Linked DNA regions of Mus musculus: all the other regions are linked to region 4. Evidence: chromatin contacts called from public HiChIP or PLAC-seq data. All regions are on one chromosome and are shown on one strand. The core of a region is the stretch at or near the end of the contact, and the rest is flanking DNA. Distances in the headings are between cores, read along the strand shown.

The links. HiChIP or PLAC-seq counts read pairs in DNA pulled down with a chosen protein or histone mark.
Region 1: an H3K4me3 HiChIP or PLAC-seq map of bone marrow-derived macrophages shows a contact between it and region 4, with 2.5 times the contacts expected there. The contact joins the promoter of Nans here to the enhancer-like site in region 4. A contact is called at or near these places in 5 of 39 promoter capture datasets (the C10 cell line, the HPC-7 cell line, liver and 1 more), 1 of 15 datasets of contacts at CTCF or cohesin (liver), 3 of 484 Hi-C or Micro-C datasets (liver and rod photoreceptor), 5 of 115 datasets of contacts at active chromatin or transcription factors (bone marrow-derived macrophages, embryonic stem cells, microglia and 1 more) and 3 of 9 other capture datasets (adipose tissue, liver and pancreatic islet).
Region 2: an HNF4G HiChIP or PLAC-seq map of pancreatic cancer cells shows a contact between it and region 4. The contact joins two enhancer-like sites. A contact is called at or near these places in 1 of 115 datasets of contacts at active chromatin or transcription factors (pancreatic cancer cells) and 1 of 9 other capture datasets (liver).
Region 3: an H3K4me3 HiChIP or PLAC-seq map of bone marrow-derived macrophages shows a contact between it and region 4, with 2.7 times the contacts expected there. The contact joins two enhancer-like sites. A contact is called at or near these places in 1 of 39 promoter capture datasets (macrophages), 1 of 15 datasets of contacts at CTCF or cohesin (large pre-B cells), 2 of 484 Hi-C or Micro-C datasets (CD8 T cells and bone marrow-derived macrophages), 6 of 115 datasets of contacts at active chromatin or transcription factors (the HPC-7 cell line, bone marrow-derived macrophages, embryonic stem cells and 2 more) and 5 of 9 other capture datasets (adipose tissue, bone marrow-derived macrophages, liver and 2 more).

What each region holds. Positions count from the first base shown.
Region 1 is chr4:46,487,735-46,490,687 of GRCm38.p6, reverse strand. It overlaps Nans (N-acetylneuraminic acid synthase (sialic acid synthase)), which reads right to left and starts at 1,359. Exons shown (of 6, transcript NM_053179.3): 1 at 1,198-1,359. The coding sequence starts at 1,329.
Region 2 is chr4:46,457,358-46,460,093 of GRCm38.p6, reverse strand. Anp32b (acidic (leucine-rich) nuclear phosphoprotein 32 family, member B) reads right to left here. Exons shown (of 7, transcript NM_130889.3): 2 at 1-4. Among named protein-coding and RNA genes, the nearest start is that of Anp32b, 7.8 kb to the right of the region's middle. Within about 2 kb of position 1,468, at least 44 of the 459 cell types and tissues checked have an H3K27ac peak or open chromatin away from gene starts, as enhancers often do. A contact at or near this core is called in pancreatic cancer cells, where this site is marked.
Region 3 is chr4:46,634,742-46,637,522 of GRCm38.p6, reverse strand. The region is part of intron 3 of Tbc1d2 (TBC1 domain family, member 2); the gene reads left to right. Among named protein-coding and RNA genes, the nearest start is that of Tbc1d2, 14 kb to the left of the region's middle. Within about 2 kb of position 1,297, at least 68 of the 459 cell types and tissues checked have an H3K27ac peak or open chromatin away from gene starts, as enhancers often do. A contact at or near this core is called in CD8 T cells, bone marrow-derived macrophages, macrophages and 1 more, where this site is marked.
Region 4 is chr4:46,552,847-46,555,568 of GRCm38.p6, reverse strand. The region is part of intron 2 of Coro2a (coronin, actin binding protein 2A); the gene reads left to right. Among named protein-coding and RNA genes, the nearest start is that of Trim14, 18 kb to the right of the region's middle. Within about 2 kb of position 1,403, at least 139 of the 459 cell types and tissues checked have an H3K27ac peak or open chromatin away from gene starts, as enhancers often do. A contact at or near this core is called in CD8 T cells, the HPC-7 cell line, adipose tissue and 5 more, where this site is marked.

The sequences.
Region 1 (2,953 bases), core at 110-2,609, 65 kb after region 4:
AAAGAAGCCAATGCTCTTAACCACTGAGCCATCTTTCCAGCCCCAGGAACTGCTGAATGTAATGACCCATGCCTACACTCTCGACACTTGGGAGACTATGACAGGAAAACGGGTCCAAGCTTGAGAGCCTAGCCTAGTCTACAGAGTAAATTCCAAGCCAATCTACATTACAGAGTGAGACTCTTGTCTCCAAAAACAATAATAACAATCAATTAAAAAGATAACAAACCAAAAAAAGAAAAAAGAAAAAAGAAATCACAGGGTAGACTTTATGAAAGCTGAGGGTTAGGGTCACAATGACGAACAGGACGGTTTCTCTTCAAAGATTCATTCAAAACAAAGAAAGGATTAAAAGAAAGTATGACAAGTCCTGAGTGAAGGCTAGCACCTGTAATCCCAGTACTTGGAAGCCTGAAGCAAAATATCTGAGGGATAGCCTGGGATACATGATGACTCCCAGTCTAGCCCAGGTTAGAGTAAGTCCCTGTTTTAAAAGGACTAGAAGCAAAACACCGTGAGACCTAGGGCTGCGGGCTGTAGCTGGAGAAGCCATCCCTGTCGTTCGGACTGAACGTGTGGAAACTTACTAAGAGAAGTGGGTGGGCGTGTAGTCACAAGCATCTCAGCAGCTGTAGTTAGTGGTCACCCAAGGAGCCCTGGACTAATTATTGTGCTTTTCACTCCTTCCCTTCACGGATGCTCATCCCAGCTCCATGAAGCCGGGTTTTCAAATCAGGCAGCTTAGTCCCTAACCCGATCTGCACTTTTTACCGGTTAGTAATCCAAACACTGGGACTGAGAAAAACCACACCAACTTCCAAGGACTGTAGACAAATATCACACGGGAGGATCTCTGGGGTGGCATATGACAAGCAGGAAGGGGCTGGGTCCCTAAGATTCTGGTTAGGTAGGAAGCCACGGAGCAGGCCAGGCAAGGGTAGGAGCTGATCTAAACAGAAAGAAGATCGGTTGGGAGGGCGAGCAAGAGCAGCTGTTAGACGGAGTTGGGGAGCCGAGGCAAGAGAGACGCGGAGCACAGGACCAGAAGGCAATCGCGGCCGCGCTCTCCCAAGCCCCTCCGTGAATTCTCCCGGGCCCCTCCGTTAGCCTGCCCCCCGCCCGGGTTCCCTGCAAACTCCTCCGTCAACCTTCCTGGGCTCCTCCGCTACTTACTCCTCCACGGGCCCCGCCCCTCACCTTGGCAGTGCGGATCATGCGCTTGGCCACATCTATGTCTCCTTGGTGGTTCTGGCCGATCTCCGCGATGATGAAGCACGGGTGCTTTCCACCCACCCAGCGCCCGGGACACAGCTCCAGTTCCAGCGGCATGGTGCATTACCCGCGCCTGCTTGCTGCCCCGGGCGTTTCCGCACCCGCCGCGCAGGCCCGCAGGTCTCAGCCCCGCCACGTCAGCCGGCGGCTGTCGCGCAGCCAATCCGCGGGCCCCGTCTCGCTCGACAGCCAATCGGAGCCTTACCTCTGCAGAGAGCGGGGAGAAAAGCAAGCCCCGCCCCTCCAGCGCTGCCTACGCCTCTAGACACAATTTGGTCTACTTTATGGCTAGATAGAAGAACAAGGAGAGAGTGCAGCCCATGAAGCAGTCAGGAAAGTAGGTGTTCTAGAGTTCGAATCCCATGGTTGCGGATTCTGAGACAGAACAGAAAGACGAGGAAATCTTGCGAGCATAAGACAGAGAGGAGCGCTCACCCAAGAATCTGCGTGATGTCTTTTGTCAACAGACTAACAGGAATTTCCACGCAGCCGCTAACAACTAACTGTAGTCTGCAGTTTTCTAGAAATCTCATGAAAAATCACGTTAGAGGGAAAGGGCAGACACCAAATGCCTCAGGAAACCCTAGTGGCTCCTGGTTTTGCCATATCAGGTTATACCCCATCCAAGGCATCTCTGGAGCCACCTCACTTTCCAAGAGAGTGAAGGAAATGGGTGGTGGTGGGGAATCTTAGTAACCTTGTGAGATGCAACTTGAGAAGCACTAAAATGGTATTTGTGGCTAACATTAAGACAGTTATGACTCTCTGGTCTTCTCAAGCATTGTTTACATTCTTCCCTGAAACAGAAGTATCATATAGAATTGTAAGACAGTATATAGAAATCTTTGAAGCCGGGCATAGTGGCACACGCCTTTAATCCCAGCACTCGAGAGGCAGAGGCAGGCAGATTTCTGAGTTCGAGGCCAGCCTGGTCTACAAAGTGAGTTCCAGGACAGCCAGGGCTATACAGAGAAACCCTGTCTCGAAAAAAACAAAAGCAAAAACAACAAAAAAAGAAATCTTTGATTGCAAAAATTGGTATGGTATTTAATTTGTTTAATTTGTTTTTATGTATATGGTTTGTTTTGTGCACCACATGTGTGCCTGGTACCTGAAGAACTGAGAAGAGGGAATCATAGTCCCTGGAATTGGAGTACAGACGATTGTGAGCCACCAAGTGGATGCTGAGAACTGAGCCCAGGTCCTCTGGAAGAGCAGCCAATGAGCCTTATCGCTGAACCATGCATGCCTCCAGTCCACAGTGCAGTACATTTTAGACAGCCATAGCTGTTTCTACTATATGAGAGGCATTAGCCTCAGGGAGTTTCACTAATTTGGCCAAAGTCATCCTGAACTCTAGAGCGGGGCTCAGACTGCGGCCCTGGAGTGTCTCCCAGCCCGGGTCTCCTACAGCACACTCCTTGGATTTCAGAGTTAGATCGATTTCCTGTTTGACTACACAGAACTGAAGAACGGAAGACAGCCAGGACAGAGGTTGTTTTGTTTTGTTTTGTTTTGTTTTGTTTTGTTTTTGTGTGGTGTTTTCAAGACAGGGTTTCTCTGTGTAGCCCTGGCTGTCCTGGAACTCACTTTGTAGACCAGGCTGGCCTCGAACTCAGAAATCCACCTGCCTCTACCTCCCAAGTGCTGGGATTAAAGGCGGGTGCCACCACCGCCCGGC
Region 2 (2,736 bases), core at 219-2,718, 96 kb after region 4:
GAACCTGTGGGTACAAACAAAAATAGGAAGAAGCTTTAAAAACTGTAACAGAAAACAACAACAAAAACAAAAAATCTCTTAAATTCAAACCTGTAAAACTTCCAAACTCAAGAATAACATTTATGTGAGAGTAGGATCAGCTACCAATATAAAAAGCATGGTTAGTCTTGTAGTCTCAGCATAGTATCAAGACTCAAAGATCACTGTTCATGTACACGCACGCACAGGGAGGCATATTCTCCATATCGCACCAAGAGCAGAGAGGCACCCTAGTTCTCAGAGCATACGTGAACCTATCTCTTTCCTTCTATAGCTGTGCTTTCAAGGGGCTTTCTTTCCTGCTTTAAGCCCAGGAAGGGCATGGCCACGGGGAGATGAACACTTTACTTCGGCCATGTAAGGCACCAAGGCACTTGGGCAATGAGCCTGCTGCTTGAAAAGCAGGGTGACTGATCTCACTACCATCACTCAGAGTTCCAATAGTCTTCTGCCATTTTTGTTTGTCTTGTTTTGAGACAGGGTCTCTATACAAAGCCCTGGGTTTCCTGGGACTATGTGGACCAGGCTGCCCCTGAACTCACAGACACCCCCCTGCCTTTCTCTGCCTCTTAAGTCCTGGAATTAAAGGCATCTACCATCATGCCTGGCTTTTCCTTGCTATTTTCAAAAGAAAAAGTCACAAATAAATCCTGCTAAGGATTTTTACACCTGTACTCTCCAGTTTCAGATCTCTTCTATTTTGTTTTGTTTTAAAGAAAGTCTTCCTAAGGCTGACCTAGGATTCTGAGATGTAGATGTCTGCCTTCTCTTGACTCAAGAGCTCCAACTGCCTCTGCCTTCTGTGTGCTGGTACTGCAGACACACACAACCATGCCCAGCTAAGGTGATTTTCATTTTTTGTGTAACAATAAAATTAAAATATAAGATATGACACTAATATGTCCAAAGTAAGTGGGGAGGAATTAAAAAGTATGGCACACTGCCTCTCAGATTGGGATAAAAATTTTTTCCTTGATACTTGAAATTGCTAAGATTCCAGTGTATCTACTGAGGGGTAATAAGAAACTTCCATTGGAGATGGAAGGGGGACAAAATACTATGGCAGCTCCATCGCTGGGCAGATTCAGGCATTTACTACATTTAAAGTCAATATTGCCGGGCATGGTGGCACATGCCTTTAATCCCAGCACTTGGGAGGCAGAGGCAGGAGGATTTCTGAGTTCGAGGTCTTCCTGGTCTACAAAGTGAGTTCCAGGACAGCCAGGGCTACACAGAGAGACACTGTCTCGAAAAAACAAAAACAAAAAAATGAATATTGCTGCAATACAAAAAACCCTATTATGGCAAGCAACACGGGACACTCAAAATAAAGAACAGCATTTTGAGGTGAAACAATGAATACCACAGGAGGGAGACACACACACACAGAGCTAGAGACATAGACCCAAGTTTCAATGGTGTTTGTGAGTCACCAAGGAAGAGGAAGTGGCAGGAACCTGGTATTCCTAGAAAAAGCATCATGGATGGAACTCAGGGCAATTAAGAAAGACAGGCAAGGTGCCCAAAGCTAAAAATACTCCCCCCAAGACAGGGCTTCTCTGTGTAGGCCTGGCTGTCCTGGAACTCAAGAGACCTGTCTGCCTGTCTCCCAACTACTGGAACTGAAGCCACCACACTGCCCAGCTAAGAACTTCATTTTAAACACCAAGAACAAGATGGGCATGGTGACAAGACACCTGTAATCCCAGCACTCAGGAGTCTGAGGCGGAGGGCTGAAAGCTGAAGGCCTGTGAGCTGAGTGGAGAGTCAGTTCCAGGTCAGCCTCAACCACAAAGTAAACCTTTGAAAATAAGATGACCTGGGACACAGCCACGCATGTGATGCCTCACTTGTGAGGTAAAACAGGACTTCAACAAGCCTTTCTGTCATGGCAAAGAACCTGTAAGATCGTTACAGCATGGGAAAGCACTACTGTGCTGTAAGTTTGACCCCTCGTATAAAAATACAGCAGAGATCTGACTATACAACTGACCTGATATGTACACTCTGGCACATGCATGACCCTTGCCCATCATACATTAATTTTTTTAAATTTATGACTAAAATGAAATGAGTTGGAAATGACACTGAACTTCTTGATGAAGGTGCACCCTACCCAAGCACTGGTGTGGGCTATGTTCCAAAATGAAGGAGAAGCTCAGGGAAAATTCACTGTGGTAGTATGAATAGGAATGCCTCCCATAAACTCCCGTCTTTGGATGCTTGGCCCAAGGGAGTAGACCATTAATTAGGAGAAGCCTTGTTAGAGTAGGTGTAGCTTTGTGGTGTCATTGGGGTGGGGGAGGGAAGAGGTGGTTGAGGGCTCAGATGCTCAAGCCCGCCCATGGCCAGTGTCTTAATCTATACTTGCTGCCTACAAATCAACCCTCAGCTCCTTCTCCAGCACCAAGTCTGCCTGCATGCCACCATGTTTCTAGCCATGAATATCAATAATAGACTAAACGTCTGTACTGTAAGCCAGACCCTTTTAAATCTTTCCTTCATAAGAGAGTTGCTGTGGTCATGGTGTCTCCTCCCAGCAATAAAACCCTAAGACTTTTGATTTTAAGCAGGGGTAGTATGGCTAAGAAAAGACAGGTCCCTGACTTCCAGAAATGTCCAGATGAGTCAGTTGGAGTTGCCACATCAGGCCAAGCCTTAGAGTTGCACTCAAGAGAAAGGTCTTAATAAGTGCCA
Region 3 (2,781 bases), core at 48-2,547, 82 kb before region 4:
GGTGTGGCCCTGGTGGGTCAGGGGTGGGTCATGAGCTTCTTCCCAGTTAGTCACATTGTTATTTAAAATGTCCCAGGGCTCAGCAGGCAGAGGCAGGAGTGTCATGAGTTCCAGGCCAGCCTGACTTACATAGCGGGGATCTTGCTTCTGGTGGCGCACGCCTTTAATCCCAGCACTTGGGAGGCAGAGACAGGCGGATTTCTGAGTTCGAGGCCAGCCTGGTCTACAAAGTGAGTCCCAGGACAGCCAGGGCTACACAGAGAAACCCTGTCTGGAAAAAAAATAATAATAATAATAAATTAAAAAAGAAACAAAATAGAAAAACAAGTCCCATCCAGTAAAACCCTCTCCGCTCAGACCTGGTGACCTGAGTTCCGGGAGTGTGCGTAAAGATGGAAGTTAATAACCAGCTCCTTAGAGCTGTCCCCTGGGGCACAAGCACCAACCACCCCACCCCACCCGACACACCCCATCACACCACACCCCAACATACCCCACCCCACCACACCCCGACACACCACACCACACCACACCCCGCCCCATGCCACACTTAAACAAAAATCTAAACAGAAAAATCACTAAAAACTACCCATAGCCTTACCACTTGCCTTGCTTAGCAAGTGTATAACAGCTCGATATGTTCATGAACACTGAGGTCACACCAAACGATGATTTCATATCAAACTATTTACTTCTAACAAATATACTTTGTCTGGTCGGTCATGTCAACTACTTTGTGGTGGAGAGTGTTGAGACGAAGTATTACTCTGTGGACCCAGGCTAGCCTGGCCATCATTTTGTGGCCCCAGTTGACCTTGAACTTGCAGCAATCCCCCAGTCTCAGCTTTTTGAGTGCTGGAATTACAAACATGAACCACCATGCCAAGACCTGACTGCTTTTTAAATTTTTTTTTATTTTGTAATTTTATGTATGTGTATGTCTGAGAGGATAGTATGGTCCTTTCCAAGAGAGAACCAGGCTTTAGAGAAAAGATGAGGTGTATCCTCTCAGGCCTGCTGGCAGGAGGAAGAGCTAACCCACAGCCATTTGGACAGAGGCACACGGAGCCCAGGAGAGAGGTCTGAGCTGGAAAGAGAAGCCTGGGACACATGGAGCATGGGTGAGCACCCCAGGGTGCAGGACTGAGCCTTCAGGAGATGTGGTGTGTTAGGAACATGCTAAAGGGAAGAGGAGACCAGGAAGGCCAGTGCAGGTGGTTTGTGCCTGAGGTTTGTGCCTGAGGGAGGCCACACCCACAGTCACAGACGTGGTACAGAGGACTCGTGGAGACTGAGAAAGGAAGTTTCACAGCATAGCCCAGGCACTTGTGAGAGTCCCAGATGTGAGGCAAGGCAACATTGCAATATTGAGTTGCCTGCACTTCCAGGAAACCCAGACAACGTGGGGAAATGAGAGCTGCCTGGGTGCCCGCCGCCGGCCCTGTCAGGCCTTGAGCTTGTGTTTGTGCTGCCCAAGCGCAGGTGATCCTTGGGGACAGAATGAGGGGCATGCCAAGCACTGCCAGAGGCTTTGTTGGCACGAGTGTATAGCGAGCCGCTGTGCGTTCCAGTAGCCTGTCCATGGGGATACGTCATAGCACCCACTTCCTGGACTGTCCTGAAGATGAAGTGGGTGGAATACATCATGGTGTCGCTCTCAGAACGTGGCCCAGAGGAGGGCCCAGGCAGTGTGCATTGTGGATCTGTTCCTCATCCCCATGGCAGAAGGGGCTGTCTTAGTTAAGACTTTACTGCTGTGAACAGACACCGTGACCAAGCAACTCTTATACGGACAACATTTAATTGGGGCTGGCTTACAGGTTCAGAGGTTCAGTTCATTATCATCAAGGTGGGAGCTTGGCAGCATCCAGCCAGGTATGGTGCAGGAGGAGCTGAGAGTTCTACATCTTCATCTGAAGGCTGCTAGCAGAACACTGATTTCCAGGCAGCTAGGATGAGTAATTTATAACCCACACCCACAGTGACACACCTACTCCAACAGGGCCACACCTTATAATCCTGCCACTCCCTGGGCAAAGCATACACAAACCATCACAGGAGGCAGCCCAGGAGGATGACCGGCTTGCTGGGTGCTGTCCCCTTGGTGGTCATCACCCCTGTGCTGACCAAGCCTTCCAGAACAGAGCCGAGTTAGGCATTCTCTTCACTACTATGACCAAATCCCCAACTAAAGCAACTCAAGGAAGCAGGGCTCCTTCCGGGCCCCAGTCTGAGAACAGGTCGTCCATCACCTCCAGGAAAGCGTGGAGGCAGGGGCTGAGCACACTGCATCCACTGTAGCCCTCAGCTTAATTCTCCCTGTTATTCTGTCTGGAACCCTTGCTGCCCGTGGATGCTACTGCCCACATTCAAGATGGATCTCCTCCCTTCAGCTAACGCTTTCTTTAGGCTCCAAGGGAAACACCCACAGAGAAACACTCAGAGGTGCATCTCCACAGTGACTCAAATCTAGAAAAGCACCCTCTGAGAATCCCCACCCCCACCCCAGGAGCCTGCCATTCAGGGAGAGTAATCTCCCTGAATGTTTGTTCTGAAGCAAAGTTGATGCAGAGATGCTTCCTCCGGGGACCATGGCTCAGCTGACTGGCGGCTCCCTGGACAGTGGTAAAAAGTAGAGAGCACCCATCCCAGAGAAACCAGCCAGGACCAGAAGGGCTCTTGCTCTCCCACATCCAAGGACCACTAGTCACAAGCCCTGTGACATGCTGGGGAAGCTTACCTCCTGACAGAGGGAAGGGTGGGCAGTGGTGACTGTCACCC
Region 4 (2,722 bases), core at 154-2,653:
TATCTGTCTTTCCATATGTGTGTGTATACATGTATGTATGTATTATGTATGTATGCATGTATGTGTGTGTGTATATATATGTGTGTGTGTGTATGCATATGCCTGCCTGTGTGTCTTCTGTGTGCATGTATGCATGAGTACATGCATGTGTGTATGAACATATTTGCATGTATGCATGAGTATATGCATGTGTGTATGAACACATTTGCATATATGCATGTATGTGCTTGTGTGTGTGTATGCACATGTGTACATGTGTATATTGGTAGGTAAGTGTGTGTGTATGTCTGTCTGTCTATCTGTGTATGTGTCTGTGTGTGTATTTGACTTTACCCCCACCATTAGAACAGTTTGTTCTCACACTAAGTATATCCCTGGGCCTTGGAACATACCAAGCAACAATTAAAGTTGGGTGTGTTTTGGGTGTAGCCCAGTGGTAGTAAAGGCAGCTTAGCATGTATGACACCCAGGTTCCCTCCCCAGCACCCTACAAAGCTGTAGATGGATAGTTGCGATGGCTTCAGATGGATCGATGCAGGCTGGTGTGGAGAGCCTTATGCCCAGGCACGTTCTCAGCCCTTACTGCAAATGGCTACACACACACACACACACACACACACACACACACACACACACACTGTGAGTGAATTTTTTCACTTCCCCTATTCTGTAGAGGAAGAAGCCAAGGCCCTGGGCCGAGCTCAGAGACCCAGCTTGAACAGTAATGAACTCGGGATAGCAGAGGTTCGACCCCAGGAAGCAGGAGTCAGCTAAATTGCTCTATACCTTGTGACTTCTCTGTTCTCCTCCCACCTAGGCCTCCCAGGCTCCACTCTGCAATTGGGAGGAGCTTGAAGCAGTTCCCTTTCTTATAGTAGGGAGAGCAATGCTCCCCAGGCCCACCATACAGCTCTCCCCATCCCCAGACCCAGATCTGTAGCTGCCCCACCCCCACCCTTCATTGTACCTTGTAGGGATCCTAACTTCCTACCCTCTCTGCCTGCCTCAGGGCAGCCCCTGTTGGCTTGTAGTCCTATATAGGCTTGGCAGCCAGCGCCTGTAACCAGCCAAGCCTGGCTTGGGTTTGAGAAAGGCAGCACTGTCACCCTTGACTTAAAGCTTTGTGTCCCAGTAAACCAGAAGCCCCTCCCTGGCTGAGTGCTGATCTAATGGACCAAAAGGTAAAAGCGGCCTCCTAATTATAAATGTCGCTCCGGACAGGCTTTTAGCAGCCCAGTCAATAGCTTCAGACAACTAATGTCACTAATGCCCTGGGTCTTGAGTGGGAAGACAGTGGGCTGATGTGACTTCTGCTCTGGGGGCCCCAGAGGAGCCTAGCTCTGATGGTCAACCTAGCCCTGAAGCAACAGACTCTACAGGAGGTGAGGGTGTGGTGTCAATGGCCTCTTGGCAGCTTGCCTAGGGTTAGCCCAAGACCTGCCTGACAATTGGCATTTCCTGCGAAACCTGCAGGGCAGAAATGAGGGCATGGCTCTGAGCCAGAGAACAAAGATAAAGGCCCAGAGCAGTCAGGCTTTCAGCAAAAGATTCTGTACTGCCATGCCCTTTGACCCAGGAAATGGTACAAGAAAAGGGAAGGAATGTAGGAAGCAGGGCCAGGGCAATTCAGAGAAGATGAGAACTCCTCAGAGCACAGGAAGTCCACCAGAGGTTCACTACAATCTGTTGGGCAGAGGCCCAGCTCTATTCCGCTGAGTCCCAGTGGCCTTGGGAGCATCCCTCCTCTAGCCTGCTTGAGAGTATTGTTATCCATTAGTGATGCCTGCCACAGGCACAGCATTAGAAAGCCTGGCCTGTGTGCTCACCATTCCTACACTCCTGAACATGCTTTGAACTCTAGAACCAATTCTCCGCTAATCCTAGAAGGACCACCTTTTCAGAAATTTTGTAGTTCTGATCATATCGTTTAAGGGGAGTTCTCACTTCATAGTCCTGGCTGATGGGGAACTTGATATGTAGATCTGATTGTGTTCAGCCTAGGGAAGGTCAGCCCTTCTGCCTCTGCCTCCCGAGTACTGGGATTACAGAAATAAATGCCTTTTCTGTTTTGTGCTCCCCCCCCCCAAAAAAAATGGAAAATTGCTTTCAAAAAATAATAACAATAGTGTGGTCACGCCTATAACCCCAGCACATAGTAAGCAAAGTCGAGGATTAAAAGTACAAAACTAGGGGTTGGAGAGATGGCTCAGTGGTTAAGAGCATCGGGTGCTCTTCCAGAGGTCCTGAGTTCAATCCCCAGCAACCACATGGTGGCTCACAATCATCTGTAATGGAATCTGATGCCTTCTTCTGGCATGCAGATGTACATACAGATAGAACTCTCATGTATATATATTACATCTTTTAAAAAATTACAAAACTAGTCTTGGCTATATAATGAGTTGAAGGCCAGCCTGGGCTATAAGAGATCCTATCTCAAAAAAAAAAAAAAAAAAAGAAAAGAAAAGGAAAGAAAAAGAAAAGGAAAGAAAATGATTAAAAGAAGGCTGTGCTTCCATTGTCTGCACACAACTACAGCTGTTAGTGCTGCTGCTGCTTCTCCTCTTCCTCTTCTTCCTTATCCTCCTCCTCCTCCCGCTCCTCCTCCTTTCTCAGCCTTGAGATAGAGAGTTTCTGGCATGGGCATAGTCACTATTGCTGAGCCTTTACCTCAGCTCTCCCTGTTGTGCTCCTCGCTTCCTGTCTCAGCCCTTTGCGTTCC